4 separate regions of the Sus scrofa genome follow, and all the other regions are linked to region 1. The links are chromatin contacts, called in public Hi-C and HiChIP or PLAC-seq maps. All regions are on one chromosome and are shown on one strand. Each heading gives the region's core, a stretch centred on a gene start, on an enhancer-like site or on the middle of the called end of the contact. The rest is flanking DNA. Distances are from core to core; before and after follow the strand shown.

Region 1 (3,005 bases), core at 156-2,655:
CCTCTTTGGGGCACTATGAGAAGAACTAAAATCTCAAACAGGATGTGCTCAGATGCTATTATCGCCCTTTGCCCCCTTTTGGGGGAAGGGAGGCGCGCTTCCTTCTTAGGCGAGACAGACTTTTGCCAGCCACTTGCATTGTAATTTTGAAAGAGTCTGTCTTCCGCTCAGTACTCCTAATTCTTATGGCGCAGTTGTTACAATCTAGTCTGTAGTCCTTATAGAAAGTGATGGATAAGTAAAAAACCAAAATTAGCACTCTTAAAGGAAGCCTGGTACAGCTAAGCTCAGGTATTGACTGTCTGCCTAATAGGTAACAATCTACATTGCTGTGAATTGTTTTACTATCGTAAAAACATGCCAGCTTTCTGTATTCATCTGGGAGAACCATTTATTGGCAATGAAACATATTTATGCTAGAAATTAATGACTAGTCCTTAAAGTAACAATTTTGTGATTCATATTTTGGCCAGTGGCAGATGTTTTCTGCTCTGTTTTAAACTGTGGGTGAAAATTTTGTCAAAGTTACTGTTTTATTCATTCCTTTTCTTCGGCTGCCCACCCCCATCAAAACCTTGCAGTTTTATGTAGCTGTGTAGGCTCACCTCGGATATTGCAGGTTCATTTCCGGACCACAGCAATAAAGTGAGTCACACGAATTTTTTGGTTTCCCAGTGAGATGAAGGTTCTGTTTACACTATACTGTAATCTGTTAAATGTGTGGTAGCATTATGTCTTTAAAAATGCCTACCTTAATTTCAAAATACCTTACTGCGAGGAGTTCTCTTGCGCTGCAGTGGGTTAGGAATCCTCTGACGTCACTGCCGCAGCTTGGGTCGGGGCTCTGGCATGGGTTTGATCCCTGGCCTGGCAACTTCCACATGCTAAGGGTGTGGCCAAATAATAAACGAAATACCTTGTTGCTAAAAGCAAATGCTAACTGTCACCTGAGCCTTCACTGAGTTTTGGTGGTAACATGCAAGATGACTCACTGATGGCAGATCACCACAGCAAATAGGATCAAGTTTGAAAGAGTGTGAGGGTTACCAAAATGTGACACAGACGTGAAGCGAGCAGATGCTGTCAGAAGAAACGGCACCGAGAGATTTGCTGACGCAGGGTTGCCACAAGGCTTCCACGTGTAAAAAGCACCGTGTCTGCACAACGCAACAGTGCAAAGCACAGTAAAACGAGGGGTGCCTGTGTTTGTTGAACTGTTGAGTTACTAAGTTTTTTTTGAAGTGATGATTTTTGTTGACAGTAACAAGTCTAAAAAATACTTTGACACTTCAAATTGAGGGCTTTATCTTCAAAAGCTCCAGTTCTCTTCAGAGCTGTCGCTGGACGAGAATGTCAGATCTGCACTGGTATTCAGCAGGTTTCTGTTTCCTGCACACAGAACTAACTGCTTACATAAGAACTCATTTTTAAAACACTCGAATGGCTGACTCTTCAGTGTTGCTCTCTTAAGGAAAGGATTTGGTTTAGTTACAAGTTTTGTAATAATTCTGTGAAGATATAAACTTTGATAGAATGTTTAAAATTAGTTTGTGAGAATAGTGTTGGTTTTGTTTTTAAATCTTCTGCAGATTATTTCAGAAAAAATTACTATTATTTGATCATAATTACATATCAAATTCAAAGCTTGCAGGCTGCAAGTTTCCTACTACCGTAGTTACCATTTGTCTGTTCTCAAAAAAGTGCTGGCGATGGTGCCCTTGAAATTTTTACACTCCAAGGAATATCCTCAACACTTTTAAGGCACAAATCATGTTACAACTTTTGCTTTCATAGTTTCTTTCCTGTCTCAACATGGCCTCTGAAATGCTAGCAGACACCAGTTTAGAAGAGAGAGAAGTTAATTTTCTAATAAATATGCTAAATTGAACTGCAGTAATCTATACTTATATGGACCATGAAAAAATAAACCAGGAGTTCCCCTTGAGGCCCAGCAATAATGAACCCAGCTAGCATCCGTGAGGACTTGGGTTCCATCCGTGGCCTCGCTCAATGGGTTGAAGATCCGGCATTGCCGTGAGCTGGGGTGTAGGTCGCAGACGCAGCTTAGATCTGGCATTGCTGTGGCTGTGGTGTAGGCCAGTGGCTACAGCTCCAATTTGACCTCTAGCCTGGGAACTTACATATGCCATGGTTGTGGCCCTAAAAAGACAAAAAATAAAATAAACCAAAGCTTGCTTGTTTTTCATTGCTAAATTTAGCAAATGTGAAACGACATGATGGCTTATGTTGCTTACTGTAATTTATGTAATTTTATTAAGAAAATGTGTACACAGACAAGCACTGAAGTCACAGTCCATATACATTATATATAGTGCCGCAGTACTTGATATTTTCAGGATGTTTTGACTGATATTTAGTTATATAATTCACCAAAAGATCTTACTAAAGTAAGGAAAATGTTGACTTCTAGAACACCTCACATGCGTTTTTTAAATATAGTCAGACTTTTTTAATCTCTATCTGCTAAATAGATAATCAGAGACTATTGGTGAAAAGTACTAATTCTAGCTCTCTGATAACTGTATGTTGCTTTGGGCATCGCCTGACCTTAGCCTTAGTTTCCATGAAATACGAGCTCTAACCTCATGTCTGTAAACATCCTTTTATCACTACAATATTGCACTAATTTAAACCACCATACATTTCGGTACCCAGGAATTTATTATTGGTTATGTGCTAAAAATTCAAAAAGCTGTAGACTTCTAAAATAAATTTAAAATACATTTGAATAAACTTTTAAACTTGAATCTCGATTCAGATTGAGACTTTTCCTCTCAGAAGAATCAAGTGTCATGGGACTAGTTCTCTAACGAGGTAAGTTTTAATTTCTGAGTTCTGAGTTTTAATTTATGCATCTATAAAATGAGACTGGTAATAATCTTTCAGATACTGATGAGGAATTACAGAGTAGATCAGGTGTCTAGCACGTAAGAAGTGCTAGATGGTAGCTGTTACTGTATAGTCCAGTTGAGTGTATAATTATG
Region 2 (3,005 bases), core at 199-2,698, 210 kb after region 1:
AGTACCACTCACTTCCCAAAGAGGTCTTTCTGGACACCCCAAACCAGGTCAGGCACCTCCTTACAACTCCTCAATCCTCCTTCCGACACTTAGTGAATTAAGTCATTAACCACAGACGTGTCACTATGTGTCTCTTCCACTCACTAGAAGCTCCAGGAAAACTGGGGTGGCATTAGCTTTCCTCACTCCCTCATCCCCAGGGCCCAGCAGTGTGTGCCCTTATCAGGTGATGGGGTGGGGGGAGAACCGCATGCAAGCTTCGGGAAGCCACCTTCCTCTAAGGTTATCGAGGCTCAGGGGCACCAAATGCCCGGTTTCAACTTTCCTGTCATCTACTGGTGGGGGACAACAGTCGGAGGAGGAGCCTCACCCCGACACCGACGGCACGTAACAAACCAGGTGGCTCTCCTTGGCCACATGCCAACGTGGAAGGTATGAAGGCCAGGAAATACACTTGGGCTCTACTCATCCTTCTTACGCTGAGTGATCGAATCTGCAATGCAAAATACAGCATCCACGCACGGTATTATACCAGCCTTTTTCCAAAGCACTTAAACCCGCGAGAGTAGTGCCTCCCGCCTCGCACCTTTCCTTCCTGAAATCCCTTTATTTTCTTCCTGCCTTGGATTATTAAGATCGGCACCGACAGTAGCAGCAACGGACACTGACTGAGCGCTTACTGTGAGCTGACGGCCTCATTTGACCTTTCCAGGAACCGTGTGAGGTAAGTTCCATCACTGTCCTCCGAGAAGACGCGAAGGCTCAGAAAACCCAGAAATTTGTCCAGAGTCCCATGCTGTGTAAGTGACAGGGCTGGAATCTGATGCCAGGCAGTCTGCATTCTGATTCCAGAGCTACTGCTCCTAAGTGCTCTGGTGCCATGCAGTGTGTGTGCGCGCGTGCTCACGCGTGTGTGTGTGCGCGTATGCATGTGTGCGTGCAAGTACACATAAACACGTGTGAGAAACATACGGTATATAACCTGCCATTGTATCTCTCTTGCCTCTTTCCTTTTCTATGTAGCCTAGCCTTAAAGAGAACATGGATAAAAGGAGAACCAGATTATTTTTAAAAGGATGTTTGGAAAGCAAACAAGGATACTAGGTTCACCTCTGCTCACCAACAGTATAAAATCCCAAAGCTTTTCTACGGGGAGAAAACTAATCTGGGCCATGGGACTTACTGGCCCTCTCCGGGACAGGCCAGGTTTCATTAACAACAAGAATTATACTTTTGCTGCTAAGCCGCCTCGTTTTCCTAAATTAGTCACAGTCATTTAGAGACGCACAGAAGGCCAACTTGAATTCTATTTGCCCTACGCGGCCTCAGCGACTTGGTATTTGAATAGTTTTGTGTACGTGGAAGGCACAGCCCTTCCACCTAGGGGTTCATGGATGAGCTTTTTCCCGGCTCCGATCCTGGCTGGTTCAGACTCTGGACTGTAGCTGTATTCTTGGACCCTGTCCACAGGCCCAGACGGGGAAGCACGCTGCTCACATACAGAGGGACCTGCAGAGAAGCTGGCCCGGGGAAGCCGGCTTCCTGGAAAATTACTTAACTATTTCAAACTGTGTAAGAGTCCATTCTACAGTCCAGTGTAATTATCATGCTCGAAGCATTTTACAGTCTTTTTAAAGTCCTTTCACGTGTATCCTCACTGACTGATTTATTTTGAGGCTCATGTTCTCCAAGGTAGAGTGAGACACTGGAGCACAGAGGAGGCTGAAGAGTTGCCCTTGTATGCACCAATCTGATGTCACCATGCACTGCAAATGCATCTGCTGCTGCTGCTGGTGTCACTTCCTTCAATGGCTCAGCCTGTCATCTAGAGGGGAGCACTTTCCTAAAAGGCAGGCCCTGGAGAAGGGGACTTTGGACTGTCTACCCAAGAAAGGAGGTGCAAAGACGACTCAGCACAGAGGCCAACAGTTCGTCATCTATTTCTCAATTAGCAAATATCTCCCAGAGCCCATTATGTGCCAGGGATTGGTTTTACGTGCTGGGCTTACATCTGTGAATAAGACAGACAGCGCCCCCCCCCCCATTCCCTGCTTTAAAAGCTTACATTCTTTTGGGGTTGGACAGACAATAAGCAAATAAAATCTATGGTGGGAGGGGAGCACTGGGGGACAGCTGGCAGTTTTAGGCATGGTGCTGAGGGAAGGTGTCACCGAGGAGGCAACCCCAGCGAAAGCCAGCACACCTGTCAAGAGCGAGTGAAGGGGAAGCTCTCAGGAGAAGTCGGGTAACAGCCCGGGGAATCCAGTAGGACTTCGCAGGCTGCGGCAAGAGCTTCCCTCTCCGCTCAGTGGGATGAAAAGCCAGGAGAAACTTCTAATCAGAGGGATGCCATCGTATTAGTTATGCCTCTCTGTAGCCTCAGAAAGGTCTCAATGACTAAGACTTAAATGGCCCAATGCCAGGGGCACAAGAGATAGAACCTCACCAACTAGCATCAAACCCAGCGCGAGAATTCAGGACAAGTGATGATCGGAACCCAGCACCCTTCACACTTATTCGCGTAACCGAAATGTGCGAGGTGCTGTGCCTTGGCACCAATGTCTGTGTTACGGGGGCCAGTCTCTGAGGTTCTGCCACATGCTCCCCCGAGCCGCTGTGCTAAGCCTTTCCCCCACTTCTCTGGGAGGAGGGTGAAGGAACACAATGTCTAGCCAATGAACTGCAGGCCCGAAGCACCAGTCTCCAGGTGAGTGGTACCTGGACTTAGGGAGCGGTCACCTATAGACAGCACTGATCTCAAACACATCATGAAGCGCTGCCCATCTTAACAACCTCTCATTAATTCAAGTAGCAAATCCTTATACTAAACCTGTGTGACAGAGGAAAGGTCAGGGACAAAAGGAGCTACGCCCAAGGTTAAAGGGCGGGCCCTTTACTGCCTCGCTCAGCTCCTCTAATAGAGACGCTGAGACAAGCAGTCAGGGCTCCTCGCTTTCCATGAAATGTGAGCCTCCTTGCTGCTTCAGTGAAATGACCGTAATCCT
Region 3 (3,005 bases), core at 300-2,799, 190 kb after region 1:
GCGCCCCAAGGACTGGGAGCCTATGTTTTCCATGGAGCTCACTCTGTTCTGAGTGACCGTGAGCATCAGGTACTGTCCTCCCCATTTATAACAAAGGACTGAGGCACAGAGGTTAAGCTGCCATAATTACAGATGACAACATAGAAACCCATGTCCCGAGATTTTATAGATTCCTTTTTTAAGTGCATATAACACAACCATACCCATTCTTTAATCAAGAAAGATCTTTTGGGAGTTCCCATTGTGGCTCAGCAGGAACGAACCCGACTGGTGTCCACTAGGACGTAGGTTCAATCCCTGGCTCCGCTCAGTGGGTTAAGGATCCAGAGTTGCCGTGAGCTGTGGTATAGGTTGCAGATGTGGTTCAGATCTGCATTGCTGTGGCTGTGGCATAGGCCAGCAGCTGTAGCTCCATTTCGACCCCTAGCCTGGGAACTTCCATATGCTGCAGGTGCAGCCCTGAAAAAAGATCTTTTGAGACTCTCCTTTACACCAGGCATTCTGGGTACAGCAGTACTTGAGGCCAATACATTTCCTGTGGTTAGAGGGTTTGCATCTAGTGGCTATGATTTACTGAACATCTACCACATCAGGCACCAGGTCAAGTGTTTGGTATGAGTTATTTAATGTTAACACACGTCCTCTCCATCACTGGAATTCTAGTCTTTATACAGTTTTGTACCCTATATGTTTCACCTAACATTGTATTCTAACATTTCCCCCTTCATGAAAAAATCCTCAAAATGATTCTTTTTGATTGTATAACAGAGTCCCTGCATGAAGATAGCAATATTTATTGGCCTGTCATTTCCTACTCTTTGGAGCAAGCTTGCTTCTGGATTTTCTCCTTCCCAACAATCATGAGTGATGACAGGACAGTGGTGACACCCCCAATCCCTTCACCTATGGGTGGCCCTGGAAACATCAGAGTCTTTCTCACGGCTTCCTCTCCTTTGTGCCTGCATTTAAGAGCAGAACTCAAAAGCTGAGATATAGGAAGTAAAGTCATAAGAATGACAAGAATTTCAGCCAAAACAGCTGCTCTCCATGAGTTGGCAGGTCCCTGGGCTCCAAGGATGCCAGCCAGCTGGTTCAGTCAGTCTCGCTCCCAAACACAGCTGTCTGAAAACAGCATTATCATATTTTCCCTAAGGGATTGAATTTTCAACAAAATAAATTGAATCACTACATAGCTGAGTTCAATTGGGGCGAGGAGGTAAGGAGAGAAAGGGACTTAAAGCAAAAACAACAAAAGCCTCCTGACTTCCAGGAGCTGCAACCCCTGAAAATAAGCCCCAGTGCTACTGAGGTCTCTAGGCTCCTTCTGAGTCTCTTCAAGCGAACGAAAAAGAAATCACGATTGTTGCTGAGCTCAAGGACCACAGCCTCTAAGAAGCTCTCTCCCCCTTTACTCTGGCCCCTGAACAATGCTGAGCCACGGCTGCTCCTAGGTGATTATCATCGGCACTTGCTCTTAGATGTGAGTGTTTGCACTGGGCCTGGCACTTTACATGACTCATCTCTAAGCCAAAGGTCAACCCAGCATAGCACGCAGGACGACTGCTCCACAGGAGAGCTTTCCTGCGGCACACAGCTCAGGCGGGGGGCCAGGACAGAACCCTAGGGCTTCAGTTTCTAACATCTACAACTCTCCACCTCCGCAGCAGTTATTATGCATTCAGCTTATCTTCTCCAGCCAATCTACACTATAGAAGTCGGTGCCCCAGACCTACAAGTATGGTTTTTGGCAAATAATGATGTCTCTTAGCACTCTTCTGCCTCAAGTACAGCACGTCCAGTAATCCCAAGCTACAAACCATTTGAAAACGAATTCAGACTTAGTGACGGCACCCAGCCCCTTATGTCTGGCCTCCCAATTTTGTTTCTCTTCTCCTAATGAGCTACTGAGAATGAGATCCTAGCCTAAGCACAATGGAACAAAGATAACGCCTATGCATTTTAATTTCAACGGTCACCAAAAATGTGAGCATTTCCTCTTTCCTAAAAACTGTAATAAGGTGCTGGAGAAACAAAGACAGTGAGTCGTGAGGAAGGATCGTGGATTTGGATAGAGGCGTGGAAAGTTGCTTCCAAAATAATGTTTATACAGTTTATACACAGGAGAACAAGAGGAGACACAGGAACACATGAGAACTGCATTCTGCTCATTGGCTGTTTTCTCTAAAAGGCAAGCTATCGGCTCATACAAGAGTCAGTTCTAGGAGATGGAGATTTTTGCCATAGGCCAGAGCTATGGCCCTGAAGGCCAGCTCTCTAGGTCTCAGTGTGAGCCAGGTCCAGGTTTTTTTTTAAAGAATTAGCACAGGATGAAATGCACTAATGTGCAAGTTAGCCCACTGCATAATGTGGTGTGCCAGACATGAGCCTATCACCACTAAGATAACACGTTTTTCCCAGGCACAGGTGCATCTCTGCAAATCAGATCAAGTCGGAGAGAAGATACAAACCTCCGTTAAGGAGTCTGGGGAACCACTTCCCAATTCCTTGTGCTCCTTTAACTCTGAAGCTTGAATACATGTAAGTGGTGGAAAGTCTGTTTACCGTCCGGCCACCTTCTGAGCCAGGCCAAGAGTGAGTGCTCAAAGCGGGAGTTGGAATTCTCACAGAATCAGAGAGTTTTATTGGTTATTCCAATTCTATTTTGTTTGGAGGGAAGACTTCCAGAGAATCCCATGACGTTTCCTTCATTCGGTTGAGAACAATCATTGTACAAACACTCTGCTGAATGATGGACGCATGAGCTCACATAACCTACGAGCAGTGGATTTATGAGGCTCGACCATGTGGCTGGAACAATCTACTCATTTCACAGAGACTTTCCAAATTGACACAAAGGCGGGGGGTGGGGTGGAGTGGGGATTTACTCTGTGCCCCAAGTGCCCCGTTAATTCTGTTCAAACCTACAAATGAATTCTGACTTAGGAATGCTTTAGACATAAAAGTTATTAGGAAGGCTGTAACCTTCTCGAAGCTACCTGGGAATA
Region 4 (3,005 bases), core at 190-2,689, 140 kb after region 1:
GCAGTCGCTGAGCTGAAGAGCAGGAGGCGTTAACACTGACGCAGGGCTCGGTACCAGCAGGTCACGGAGGGCTTGGCTCTCCTCCGTCCTCACAACAGACCCAGCAGATGAAGCGCCCAGACAGACGGATGTGGTGTTCTGGAAAACCACAGAAAACCAACCTCCCAGGGAGTCTTAGACGCTGGGCCTACCCCAACCCACCTCCTGCCCTCATCTCCAGAAGTTCTTGGACAAGGGTGGTGCTGACATGTTTGGAGAGGTTATGTTGCCACCAGGAAGAGCACAAGTTTCCCGAAGGGGCCACTCTCGGGAAGGAAACAGTGTGACAGACTGCATGGAAACAGTGTGACAGACTGCATGCATAAGAACTCTAAAAGCTACCTAGCCACCCTGCTGCTGATGGGTTGGGTTCTGAGGGAGTCTTGACGCTAGATGAGCAGGGCCGTCTGCGCTCACAGCAACTGGCGGCATCAGCTTCCCAAGGGACCCGTGCTCTGAAGGATCAGGTGGACTGTGATTAAGCAAGGGCCTTACCCTGCAAAAATAGTTCCCCTGACATGATTTATGGAAATAGCTATTTACAAAGGATCTGAATTTGAGAATGGAGCAGCTAAAGATAGAGTGGCTATTTACTTAAGCACTGGCACGGCCGGGCCAGCATCCAGATTCAGCAAAAGGTTGGTCTCTATTTTCTAGGAAACTTCGGGACACTCTGGCCTGACAGATTCCGTGATGCGTACATAAAACTCAGTTGCCGTGTGGAGAACTTCCTAGGCCAATGACTTCAGGCAGGTGACAAATTACCTTGCACAACTTCTGTGCTAATGACAAGTTGAGGATAAAGGAATTCCTAGTCCTTAAACAAGCTTTTCTTTTTTCTTCTTTCCTTTCTCTTTTCTATCTTTCTTTCTTTTTGCTTTTTAGGGCCACACCCATGGAAATTCCCAGGCTAGGGATTGAATCGGAGCTGCAGCAGCCAACCTACACCCCAGCCACAGTAACGTGGGATCTGAGCCACGTCGGCGACCCACACCACACCTCACGGCAACGCTGGCTCCTTAACCCACTGAGCGAGGCCAGGGATTGAACCTACATCCTCACAGTACTCGTCAGATTCGTTTCCACTGAGTCACGATAGGAACTCCCAAGCTTTTCTTTTTAAAACTAAGGTGGATTCACCAAGAGGTGTGAAACAGCTTCGGAGTCAGGCTTTGTTCCTGGGTGCCGGGGATCCTGCTATATACGAGACAGTATGATGCTTGTTCTCATGGGGCTTAGAGCATCTTGAGGAGAGACGGACAACAAATTAGTGAGTTATGAGGCAAGATAAGACTTCAGAGGGAAAGTGCTATGAAGAAAATAAGATAGAAAATGGGCTGTGGTAGACAAGGATGGGTGGAGGGGTCAGAGGGTCAGGGCAGGCCAGGGCAAGGGAGGACCAGGGAAGATCCTTCTAAGGCAGCAGGAACAGGTGCTGCGGCGAGAATGAACTCAGTTTGTACACGGGTAAGCACCGGAGCATGGCAGGCAAGGGAGAGCCGTGTGACACGAGGTCAGAAGGGTCAGGGTAAGGCAATCAGCAAGGGCCAGGTCACGGGGGCTGGGCCGGAGCATTTAGAGTTTATTCTACCTGCACCTAGAAGGCCCTGGAGGGTTCAAGACGACTTCCTGAATCTGAAGCGTGGCTAAATATTTGAGGTGTTCAGAGATTTAAAAATTAAAAAACAAAAACAAAAAACCAGCCCCCCCCCCAAAAAAAAACCTCAGAGATGAGTGTCATTTCCTAAGTGGGGGCCCAAATTCTTTTTTTTTTTTTTTTTTTTTTGTGAAATTGATTGCCTAGACATCTTTTCCGGTGTACTTGATGTGTTGACTCATTCATAGAACAAGTGTGTATTATTAAGTGCCAGGCACCATCCTGGGTGCTAAGCAGGTACAATGGGGAAGACATCACTGGATCACAGAGAACTCGAGACAAGTGACCAGGGGATGCCGAGATGCTGGGATGGTGCTCTCCTGGGGTTAAGTGCTTCCCTGACATGCAGGGGTTCCCCTACCTGGTCTAGGAGGGAGCGAAGGGGCGAGCAGGGAGAAGCAAGAAAAGCTAATGATGACCCGGGGATCCCTGGAGGTGAGAAGACACAGGTGAGCCCCAGGTTACGGAAGTGAGACAAGTTCAGGAGGGCCCGAGGAGAGGGTTTAAACAGAGTCAGGCAGGGGTGTATCTCCCAGGACCTCTCCGTACGGATTCTGGAGTTTATGGTACAATGGCGGGGGCCGGAACATCAAGAGTTTTAAGCAGGGAGAGTTCCCACTGTGGCACAATGGCATTGGCAGTGTCTCTGCAGTGCCAGGACGCAGGTTCGATCCCCAGCCCGGCACCTTAGGTTAAAGCATCTGGTGTTGCCGCAGCTTCAGTATAAGTCGCAGCTGTGGCTTGAATCTGATCCCTAGCCTGGAAACACCATATGCCGTGGGGTGGCCAAAAAGAAAAAGAAGAAAAAGGGTTTTAAGCAGGGGAGCACTGTGTTCAAGTGTGTACTCTAGAATCGCCACGAGGGTTGCAGGATTGGTAATGAGGTGGTGGGGCGGGCCAAGGGTCAGGAAGACCAGAAGGGCAGGGCTGGGGCGAGGGTGGGGAGGCTGGGCGGGAGGCAAGGGGACTGGGCTGAGAGAGGCAGAAGTGACAGGTCCTGAAGACTGATGAGAAATCGGTGATCAATGAAGAGGTAAAGGAAGCTGGCCAGGTTTCCAGGCACCAGACGGCGAGTGGAGAAACGCATGGAAACAGGAAGTGCGGATGAGGAACAGGGCTGGGTGCGGGGTAGGGAGGGTTGGGTGCTGGGGCTCAGCAGACAGGTGGACCTCAGGTCTCAACAAGAGGCAGGAGATCTGGGACACGGAGACCTCTGGTATGATGCTGGTGATGCAACCACAGCCAGGGTGGGACCCCTCAGAGTAGGAAGACGATTTAAAGCCACACCCTGAGAAATGACAACTCTCAA

The links. Hi-C and Micro-C count contacts between places; a contact is called where the count stands out from the background. HiChIP or PLAC-seq counts read pairs in DNA pulled down with a chosen protein or histone mark.
Region 2: a contact with region 1 is called in an H3K27ac HiChIP or PLAC-seq map of skeletal muscle. The contact joins two enhancer-like sites. A contact is called at or near these places in 2 of 47 Hi-C or Micro-C datasets (epiblast stem cells and liver) and 1 of 2 datasets of contacts at active chromatin or transcription factors (skeletal muscle).
Region 3: an H3K27ac HiChIP or PLAC-seq map of skeletal muscle shows a contact between it and region 1. The contact joins two enhancer-like sites. A contact is called at or near these places in 1 of 47 Hi-C or Micro-C datasets (epiblast stem cells) and 1 of 2 datasets of contacts at active chromatin or transcription factors (skeletal muscle).
Region 4: a Hi-C map of skeletal muscle shows a contact between it and region 1, with 6 times the contacts expected there. The contact joins two enhancer-like sites. A contact is called at or near these places in 4 of 47 Hi-C or Micro-C datasets (liver and skeletal muscle) and 1 of 2 datasets of contacts at active chromatin or transcription factors (skeletal muscle).

The regions. Positions count from the first base shown.
Region 1 is chr2:144,867,536-144,870,540 of Sscrofa11.1, reverse strand. All of the region lies in intron 3 of NR3C1 (nuclear receptor subfamily 3 group C member 1), which reads left to right. Among named protein-coding and RNA genes, the nearest start is that of NR3C1, 61 kb to the left of the region's middle. Within about 2 kb of position 1,405, at least 25 of the 83 cell types and tissues checked have an H3K27ac peak or open chromatin away from gene starts, as enhancers often do. A contact at or near this core is called in liver and skeletal muscle, where this site is marked.
Region 2 is chr2:144,659,529-144,662,533 of Sscrofa11.1, reverse strand. The region is part of intron 17 of ARHGAP26 (rho GTPase-activating protein 26); the gene reads right to left. Among named protein-coding and RNA genes, the nearest start is that of NR3C1, 270 kb to the left of the region's middle. Within about 2 kb of position 1,448, at least 13 of the 83 cell types and tissues checked have an H3K27ac peak or open chromatin away from gene starts, as enhancers often do. A contact at or near this core is called in liver and skeletal muscle, where this site is marked.
Region 3 is chr2:144,681,380-144,684,384 of Sscrofa11.1, reverse strand. All of the region lies in intron 18 of ARHGAP26 (rho GTPase-activating protein 26), which reads right to left. Among named protein-coding and RNA genes, the nearest start is that of NR3C1, 250 kb to the left of the region's middle. Within about 2 kb of position 1,549, at least 12 of the 83 cell types and tissues checked have an H3K27ac peak or open chromatin away from gene starts, as enhancers often do. A contact at or near this core is called in skeletal muscle, where this site is marked.
Region 4 is chr2:144,730,890-144,733,894 of Sscrofa11.1, reverse strand. All of the region lies in intron 20 of ARHGAP26 (rho GTPase-activating protein 26), which reads right to left. Among named protein-coding and RNA genes, the nearest start is that of NR3C1, 200 kb to the left of the region's middle. Within about 2 kb of position 1,439, at least 3 of the 83 cell types and tissues checked have an H3K27ac peak or open chromatin away from gene starts, as enhancers often do. A contact at or near this core is called in liver and skeletal muscle, where this site is marked.